Linked DNA regions of Ovis aries: region 1 is linked to region 2. A link is a contact called in public Hi-C data. All regions are on one chromosome and are shown on one strand. The core of a region is the stretch at or near the end of the contact, and the rest is flanking DNA. Distances in the headings are between cores, read along the strand shown.

Evidence for each region. A called contact is a pair of places that touch in the nucleus more often than the background predicts.
Region 1: a Hi-C map of hypothalamus shows a contact between it and region 2, with 1.8 times the contacts expected there. The contact joins the enhancer-like site here to the promoter of NDST1 in region 2.

What each region holds. Positions count from the first base shown.
Region 1 is chr5:59,642,637-59,647,271 of ARS-UI_Ramb_v3.0, reverse strand. NDST1 (N-deacetylase and N-sulfotransferase 1) reads right to left here. Exons shown (of 16, transcript XM_015096147.3): 10 at 4,240-4,336; 11 at 2,938-3,061; 12 at 727-901. Among named protein-coding and RNA genes, the nearest start is that of NDST1, 68 kb to the right of the region's middle. Within about 2 kb of position 1,316, at least 27 of the 54 cell types and tissues checked have an H3K27ac peak or open chromatin away from gene starts, as enhancers often do. A contact at or near this core is called in hypothalamus, where this site is marked.
Region 2 is chr5:59,575,071-59,579,784 of ARS-UI_Ramb_v3.0, reverse strand. It overlaps NDST1 (N-deacetylase and N-sulfotransferase 1), which reads right to left and starts at 3,035. Exons shown (of 16, transcript XM_015096147.3): 1 at 2,821-3,035; 2 at 1,903-1,961.

The DNA.
Region 1 (4,635 bases), core at 67-2,566, 69 kb before region 2:
GCCCCAGAGAGGAAGCTCAGAGAGTGGCCAGGCCTACAGTAGGACCAGCTCTAGAGCAGGAAGCCCCCCACTCTGGCATAAGCATAATTCCAGCAAGACTGGCAGGTAGGGGAGGAAACCCCCCAAAAGACCCGAGGTTAAGCTTTCCTATAAGCCCAGTGGAAAGGGGCTCAGAAAAAATTCAGTCAGGTCATTGATATTACAGGAAATTCTAGTTCTTACACAATCAAGTAGAAACTAGAAGCTGCATTCCCTCACACAAACCACAGTCCAGGTAACTTCCTTCCCTGATCAGGCATTTGCATCCTCCACTAGGAATGGCAGGTCCTGTGTTCTGTCCCTCTCTGAATTCCCAGCCCCACCCAGAGCCCAGTGAGGCGGCCACAGATAGCATGAAGCCTGGATCACTATTCGCCAAATCCTGGCTTCAGCAAGACAAAACCAGCCTCCACCTCTACTTGGAGAATCAGAGTCAGAGCAGGTCCCCAGATGAAGCTGGGAGGGGGAGCAGGTAACCTGGCTGGGACTCAGCATGGATTTCTGCCCGGCTCCTCCTCTGGGCTGGGAGCACAGTAGAGGGGACCCTGTTCTTACCCACCAGTGCACTGCAGGAGCCAGCTGAGGGTGAGCACAAAGACGACGCAGGAAAAGTGTTCGCTGATATTTATTAGTGGCTGAGTGGAGGACACAGCCCGTGCCACTACCCAGGGCCCCTCCCCAGCTCACCTGGTACCAGGAGTAGGCTCGGTCCGCTGGGTTGATGAGGATGGTCAGGACCTTGGCCTTGGGTAACAGGGCAGCTGCCCGCCGGGGAGCCACTTCCGAATCAAAGTAGTTGGCGCTTTTCTCAAAGTAGAAGTCGGAGGTGGTGTTGGAGGGGATAGGGAAGAATTCCATGTACCTGCAGGAAGCCCACAGAAGAGGGCTCACAGGCAAGATTCAGGAGGAGGGGCCTGGGGAATGCAGCCAGGAGGGCCAGGCTCACTGAGGGGTGGAACGTGAGAATGCAAGCAGGCACGCTGCTCTGGGTCTAACGAGGACTTACTTGCCAGGATCCCTTACTTGCCAGGATCCGAGGCAGAGTGGCCACTGGCAGACTCCTTATGAATCAGCTGCTTTTTCGGGGAGACCTCAGGATCAAGAGGATCTGAAGACTTGTGGGTGTGATGTGTGTGGCGGGGCTGGGGGCAGGGGGAGGTGTGTACGCATGGGAAGGGGTTGTGTCTTTTCTTCTTAAACGGGATGCTCCCAGGGTGAAACTAACAGAGCCCTAACCCCTACTGCCACTAGGGGGCGAGCGGGGACGCTTCTGACCCGGGAACCCCAGCACTGAGGGGAAGGACGCCCTCTGCTGCCTCCAGGCTGCAGGGTTTCCTTCCTGACCTGATGGTACTTTCTAAGCTGTTACTGTAGACCAGCAGACAAGGAGGGGAGGCGACTGACTGCCTACCATCTGTCCCCCCACACTCCGCCTGCCTCATATGGGTGAACCTCACAGTTTCCCAGATGAACCTCCCACATCCCGCCCAGAGTGACTGTCCACACCAGTCCTGAGATCACCTCTAGGTTGAGGGCCCCTCAGAAAAGAAAATAAACACTCCAGACCCTCCCAGGGGTACCTACTCACGCAAGACGGAGCTACAGCTTCGGAAGTTTCTGGGAACCAAAGCCCACAGAGCCCGTCTTAGTTGAGGGCATAGGATCCCTACTCTATCCTGTGAGGCGAGGTTTCTCCTGGGTGGTCCCAGGGACCCATTTATCAGATTTCAGAGTTACCCGGGGGCCTGGGGGATTTCTGTACCCCTACAAACAAAATATTTGGAGTGGAGCTGAGAAATTGCTAGTTCTCTCACATTTCCAAAATTTCTTTACAAAATAGCACCTTTATGTTCACAGTTCATTGTTGGTTATACCTGAAGGGAGAAAGCTCTGAGAAAGCAGCTTTTTTGCTAAGTCTGTAGCAAAGCCATCCAGCAGCAAACCCTGACTTCAGAATCTTACCTGGCATAAATGTTCACATACTTTGCTACAGATATATTAATAAACTTGCTAATGGGTGCTGCCGCAGACCTTGGTGAAGGTGCTGTTAAATATGCTATGTCCCTCTAAATCCAGAAAGAGGTGACTTCCAATCATGCATCTGGTTACAATGGATTTTAGATAAGAGATTGTGGCAGTATCAGAGAGAGAAAAAGACAGCTAGATTGCCTGACAGATGATTGGAAGGAAGAAACAGAAAGAGGCTGCTGGTAATACACAGAGAAATACCAGAAAACAGAATAATGCTCATGAGGCCTCTACTCAGGTAAACCACAGACATAAAAACAATGATAAACAATACACGTATAAGGTTAGAAAAGACAAATAAGAAAGAGGCAAACATAAGAAACACGGTGTGGAAGCATCCCCCCAGCACCCACACCCTGGGGTAGCCTCTTGGCGACAGCTTCTGGTAGGAATCTACAACTCCAGCCACGCTCCCAGGAGACTCCCTGAAGACCTAACAAGCCACCTCTGAAGGGCTCACAAGAACGCCTCCTGCTACACGGTCAGTCACACGCAGTGGAAAGGGCCAGCTTTCCGGTCAGAACCCCTGGATTTTTAACCCCTGCTCTGTCCTCAGCTCTCAGGGCCTCAGGCGTGTCCCTCTTCTCTTCTTGGACTCGTGAAGGCAAGGAAGGGGAGGGACTCTAACGTCTAGTATTCTGAGTCCAGGCAATAATACAAAGGGGCAAAGGGCTTCCTCATCAAGTGTCCCATCTGTGTGCAGGCTCCAACATCATGACTCAAGGGTCACCGCACTCTGTCCCTGTTTACAGGAACTGGCTGCGTGTGAGCAAGCGCCAGCTGCTTCCTGCTGTGGCCTCAGCAGACCTCCTCCTTGGCAGCCTCCATGGCGGCCGTCCTGTCCCACTGCTGACAGAAAGACCCACTCACCAGTCGATGCCTTTGTGATAGTTGTGGCCGTTAAAAAACTGGATCTCCTCAAAGGTCTCGGAGCTGGGGTAGTTGCTGCTGAGGTCAGGGTGCATGCCCAGGAACAGATAGAGGGCCGTGGTGCCTGCAGGGAAGGAAGGCGGGTGAGACCTGGGCCCAGGCCCCCAGTGAAAAGACAGTCTGAAATCCTGAGTTCTGGTCCTGGCTCTCCATTACTTGCTGGGAGACACTGGAAAAGTCCCTTCTCTTCTCTGGGTTTAGTTTCTTCGTCTCTACCATGAGGGAAACACACTAAACTCAGGACAGGCAAATACAGAGCTTATAGGTGGGCGCCCCAACTCTTGAATCCACTGCAGACATCACTAGCCCATCACAGCACTCTTCATCACAAAGACTTGGCCTCAGAATCCTTCTCAGCACTGTACTCCGGCATTCACATTCACTTGATTACTGTCCCCTCAAAACCCCAGAAGAAGATGGTTTCTGCTGGCCCCTTCAAGCCCTGGGCTTTGGTCCTCTCTAGCACTTGGGAGGAACTCAAGGACAAGGGAGTTCCAGACTCGCCAGCCTGCTGGGAAATTCCTGAAGGGCTAAGAAATCTGGCCCAGATGCCTCCTCTTTGAGTGCCCTTCCTTCACTCACACTCCCTCCCCATTCAACAGTACAGGGCTGACCCTCTCCCTTTAGAGGGTCCATTCCTTTCCTACATGGATCTACGGTTAATATGCTTTAATGAGAGGTTTCAGAAGAGAAGAGACCTCAGAGTTCGGTGGTTCAGAGTATATATTTTGGCGGCACAGAGACCAGAGTTCCAGACCTGGATATGCCATCTTCTAACTAAATGTGTTAGAGAAAGTGACAAGTTCTGTGAGCCAGGAGTGTTTGTCTGTAACATGGGAACAGCCATCCATACCATGTAGTGTGCATGTCACCACTGCAAACAGTCCTAACTTGTCACGGTCTCTTTGCCCTGACCCAGTTTTGCCAAGCACTGCTCAGTCTTGCAAAGCATCTGATCTGGGCTTCTCTGCTTGGACCCAAACTCCCAAGAGGACACCAAGAGAGCTCCCTGAGGCTGTGGTTCACAACAGGAGAATTCAATGCCCAACCTCTACCCTTCCCACCTCCACACTGATGGGCAACTCATGGTCACCCCAGCTTTGGTCCCACTTCCTGGGAAAGAGCGTGTAGATTACTGGAGAGTGGGACCAGGGCACGACGGTCTCCAGAATTGTGTGGCTGGGACAGCAGGGGAAGCTGTCAAGACAGTAAGGGAAGCTGGTCAAGAGTGGAGAGACCTGCCTGTTTTCTGGGGGCCAATGATGAGGAGCTTTGGGAAGCGGTCACACGTCTTCTCCTTGGACCAGATGTCCTTATGGCGCTTGTCTTCGCAGGGATCCTGAAATGACAGTGGAAGAGATGTCAGGGCGGGGTGGGAGAATGGACTCCGTGAGTGGATTCCAGACTCCCACTGCACGTGGACGTGTGGCTCTTACAGCCCTGAGTGACAAGTGTAACTACACGTGTCCTTGTCACACCCCACCTCAGGACACTGAGCTACTGGTAGGCAGCAATGATTTCTGGTCAGTCTCCCACTCCCAGACAAAGCCTTAGAAAATGCTCACCCCAGCACTTGGCGCATAACAGGAGCTCACAGGCTCCTACTGTTGAATTTAAAAGCTCAGCAAGAGGTCAGAA
Region 2 (4,714 bases), core at 1,786-4,285:
GAGAAAGCTCTAAGCTGCGAAAACCAGAGTCAGTTCCGAGTGTCTCACATGCTGGGTTTCTCAGTTGGCCCCTAGGTCAACCCCCAGCCTATGATTTCATACCTTTAACCACATCCTCGATTTGTGATTGTAAAACTGTCTTTGCATACTCCTGTGGCCGGAGATTCACCATCCATCTTTTCATTCTTGCTGGCTTCTCCTCCCTTCACCTGTTGATTCTCTTGCTCTGATCATGACAAAGAGAGTCTGACCACACGCCAAGGGTCATTCCCATCCCTCACGACTCTTCAATCCCCCACATTTCTGAGTGCCCTTAAAGTCTAGCTAAGTAGTCGAATTTCCCCTCTTGTTCCTACAAACTGGTAATGAACTGTCAGTCCAAGAGAACTCCCTACTCTCAGGGTCCAGGAAAAGCCTATGGACACTGCAAATCCCAGACTCGGTGCTGGAACAGCCCCCTTGGAGCAGTTAGAACAGTAATGCACAAACTTTCCTCTCCCCAAAACTTTTTTCATTGTCTACTCCCACTCTATTGTTTTAATATGTCATTTACTAACCAGCAATTTGTTTTCTATTTTTAAATAAATTTCTCAAGGCCCCTACTCAGAGCCTGATACACAGTCATGGAATGGTACCGCCACCAGAAGACTGGGCTAGCACAGAGCACTTATGCAAGTGAAAGTCTAGGCCACCCCACATTCATTCCTGGGCTATTTACTGAGGGCCTACAGTGTCCTCTGGACTCAGAAACCCATGCATTTTCCATGAGGATTCTGCAATCGAGACATGGGCTCAAAATCCACCCTTCCTGACTATCCTCAAGGACGCTTGGGGTTGGGGCACCAAAGCAGCCCACTACTTTTGCAGTGAGGACCCTGCTAATGAGTCACACCAGAGGACACCTGGAATGTAAGTCCCTTGGCCATAGGTCTCTCATCACCCCAAGGGCTCCGCTCCTGGCCCTACCTCTGCCCCTTGCTGATCTGAAAGTGACCTGGTCCGAATGGAGCTGGAAAGCTCTTCGGTTCCCTGGGTACTGGGAAGAGACAGCCACCAGCTGTCCCTGGGCAGAGCACCACCCGCACGACAAGCTAGTTGCTGCCATGGACCCAGCCAGCAACAGAACTTGGACCATTATCCAGCGCCAGGCCCAGGCTCCAGCCTCCCACAATAATAAGAACCAAAGCACAAGACGTCAGCCCTTACGAGACTGAACAGAAGGAGCAACACCTGGGGGTAAGGGAAAGGCCAAGGGTGTCCTGATAATTTCAGAGGAAAATAAGATCAGTCACAGCAGGACTTTATAGAGCCCTGTGAGACTCAGGCTGGGGGAGGGGAGTCAAATCCAAGCTCCACCGCTTCTCACCTGTGTAACCTTCCCGATTTCTGTGCCTCAGTTTGCCCCTCTGTAAAATCTTGCTGATAGTCACATGGTAGAATTAAACAAGATAAAGTATATAAGGCAATTAGCCCAGGGCCTGGCGTGTAATACACACAGGACAAATACTTGTTGAATATAAGCATTCTCCTGTTTACTAAGGTACCCCAGGTTCTCATTTCATTCTTATCCTGGCCCATTCTTACACTTTGCCCATTTTACAGGTGAGAAAATTGAGGCTAGGGGAAGGTAAGAAATCAGCCCAAGCTTACAGAGCTGGGAAGTGACAGGCACCCAGGTCAATCTGAACCTCAAACCAGGGAAAATAATGCCCAGGCCATTCCAAATGCTCTGGGCGGGTGGGTACAGCAGCTGGGTGTGATGGTGGGGCTCTGTATCCCCTGGGCTTGGCATGGCTCCTCGCTGACCCACCGGGGCCTGAGTCTGGGAAAGAGCCAGGAGGCCAGTGCCCAGTTTCCCAGTTTGTCCCAGAGCCCTCGCGTCCACATACGCCCCCTTCTTACCTCGTCCCAGGTTGTTAAAGGGCAGCGTTCAAAGCGGGGGTGTCCTTGCTCCCGAGAACCTGAGGGAGGAGAGGAGTTAAGAGACCAGACGGATCACTACCCAGGGAAAACCGGTCCGGCTGCCTTACCCTTCCCGAAGCGGGGACCGGCCTCTAACCCCCTCCCTCGCTAGACAAAAGTTTCCCCTGTTCGGGAGTGGGGAGGGGGAGGGGGCATTCCTCGTGAGTGACATTATCCGTGACCTACAGCTGCCGCGCTGCCCTCGCCCGCACCCCGGCCTGCCCCTGGCCCCCGCGCGGTCCCCCACCCCTTTGTCCTCCCACCCCCGTGCGCGGGGCCCCGCGGACGCTGCAAGCCCGGCCGGCGCCCGCCCGCACCAAACTTGAGCCGGCAGCCACTCGGGCCCCGCGCGGCCTGCACGCCCGGCTCGACTCGGGCCCCGCCGGCTCGGCGACAGGGGACTGGCCGGCCCCGGCCCTCCCAGCCTCTTACCTGCCTCGGCTAGGGCGCCACCCGGGGGACGGGGCGCTCCCGGCGAGCCGCCGGACGCCTGGGTCCCCCGGGCCGAGCGCGCGCCGTGGGGCACTGGCCCGGGCCGGGGTTAACCCCTTCGCGGCCGCCTCCCGCCGTTCCCACCCCCGCTCCACGCCGCCGCCGCCCCGCCTTCCGCAGGCTCTCCACCCCTAGGCCCTCCCTCCCGGTGCCCAGCCCCCAGTCCCGGCCCCCGGCACTGCGCTGGGGCACCGCTCAGCCTTCCCCCTCGTCCCGCGGTGGGAGGTGAGGGGGTCTCCCAGGAGGCTGGAAGTTGGGGCGCGCCACCTCGCCCCCGCGCGGGCCCGCGGAGCACAGAGGGGTGAACCCGCGCGCCAAGGGACCCCCCCACCTGCCTCCCCTAACACCCTCCGGCCCGGCGCCTACCTCCCCGAATCTCGGCGGTGGAGGCGGGTTTCGATCCCGCGATGGAGCGTGGGTGCCGGCCGGAGATCAGCGCCGGAGGCCCGAGCGGCCGGCGGGCGTGCGGCGAGCACCCCGGGGCGGGGGCCGGGGCGGGACTGGGCGCTGCTATCGGGGCTGGATTTCTCGGCTTCCACCCGGATTCTCCCTCGGCTCTCCCGGCCGATTCGGTGCTGCTCGGCGACCACGTGACGCGGGCTGCCTTTGACCCCAGTCTCGGAGCGGGTAGGGGGCGGGGGCGGGAGGGGTGTCAGATGCTGGACCCACGAGGGCCCGAGGCGGCTGCCGGGAGTCCCGGAGGCGGTGACCTCGAGGAAACAAAGCCCGAGTGAAGCCAACAAGTTATTCGGGGTCAAGGAGGGAACAGTACTGGGGGGTCGGAGACGCTGCAGAGAGACCGAGGGAGACAAAGACCCGCGCCCGCCGTGCTTCCAAGGGCCCTGGGAGCGGCCCGCCGGGCCCGAAGGGGCCTCGTGGCTCTGCCGCCACTAGGCTTGTGACAGCCCTCCAGGGCCTCCTCTGACGGCTCCCAAACAACTAGGTCTCTGCTGGAGTGACCCCTCCTGCGTGCGCAGTTCTTCCCTGCACCCCTACCCCTTTGCCCTTACCCTCAAAAACCCCTTTATTCCCTTTATCGTGATTATCTTGTTCATTTATTGGTTTCATTGTTTACTAGAATCATCTTCCCCAACAAGTTGTTCCCAGCTGAATTCCCAGCGCCTGGCACGTAACAGGCAGATGAAGAGATGGATGACATTGTGCAAATCTCTTCTCCCACTGAGCCTCAGTTTCCTACCTCCAGTGTTATTTCAAGGATCTCAAGGACCCTACAAATTAGGCAGGATTACAGTGGTCATCCTCATTAAACAGATGAGAACCTTGAGGCCCAGAAAGACAAAATGATTTCTGGGAGTTTCTTAAGTGGCTGAGAGCAGGAGCCTGCACACAGATGTATTTGTTCCAGGTGGGGCTTTTTGCCATTCATGAGCCTGTCTGTAAAATGAGGGGCTGGGTCATTAGTTGATTGGTTGATTAGGAGCCATAAGGAGTTTGTTTAATGATGTAGATCACCAGGCCCCTACCCTACCCTACAGGTCTGACTCATAGGCCTGGAGTGAGACTAGAGCAAATTTGGAAAGCAATAGATTGGTGGTTTCCTAAGGGCCTTCAGAGGCTCAAGATTACCTCACTGTAGGAGCAAAGCTTAATATATATATATATATATATGTATATGAAACTATCATATGACCCAGCAATCCCACTACTGGGCATATACCCTGAGAAAACCATACCTGGAAAAGACACATGCACCCCATTATTCGTTGCAACACTTCTTACGGTAGCTAGGACATAGAAGCAGCCTAGATGTCCACTGACAGATGAATGGATACAGAAGCTGTGGTACATACATACAATGGAATGTTACTCAGCTTTAAAAAAAGAATGCATTTGAGTCAGTACTAGTGAGGTAGATGAACCTAGAGTCTATTTTACAGAGTGAAGTAAGTCAAAGAAGAGAAAGACAAATATTGTATATTAACACACATGTATGGAGTCTAGAAAGACGGTACTGATGAACCTGTCTGCAGGCCGGCAGTGGAGAGACAAACAGCAGACTTGTGGACATGGTGTGGGAGGGGCAGGGTGGCAAGGATCCAGAGAGAAGCATGGAAGCATATCCATTACCATACGTGAAACAGCCAGCCAGTGAGAATTTGCTTTGTGACACAAGGAGCTCAACCCAGCGCTCTGTGACAACCTAGAGAGGTGGGATGGGGTGGAAGATGGGAAGGAGGTTCAGGAGGGAGGGGGCAAATATATACCTGTGGCTGATTCATGTTGATGTGTGGCAGAAACC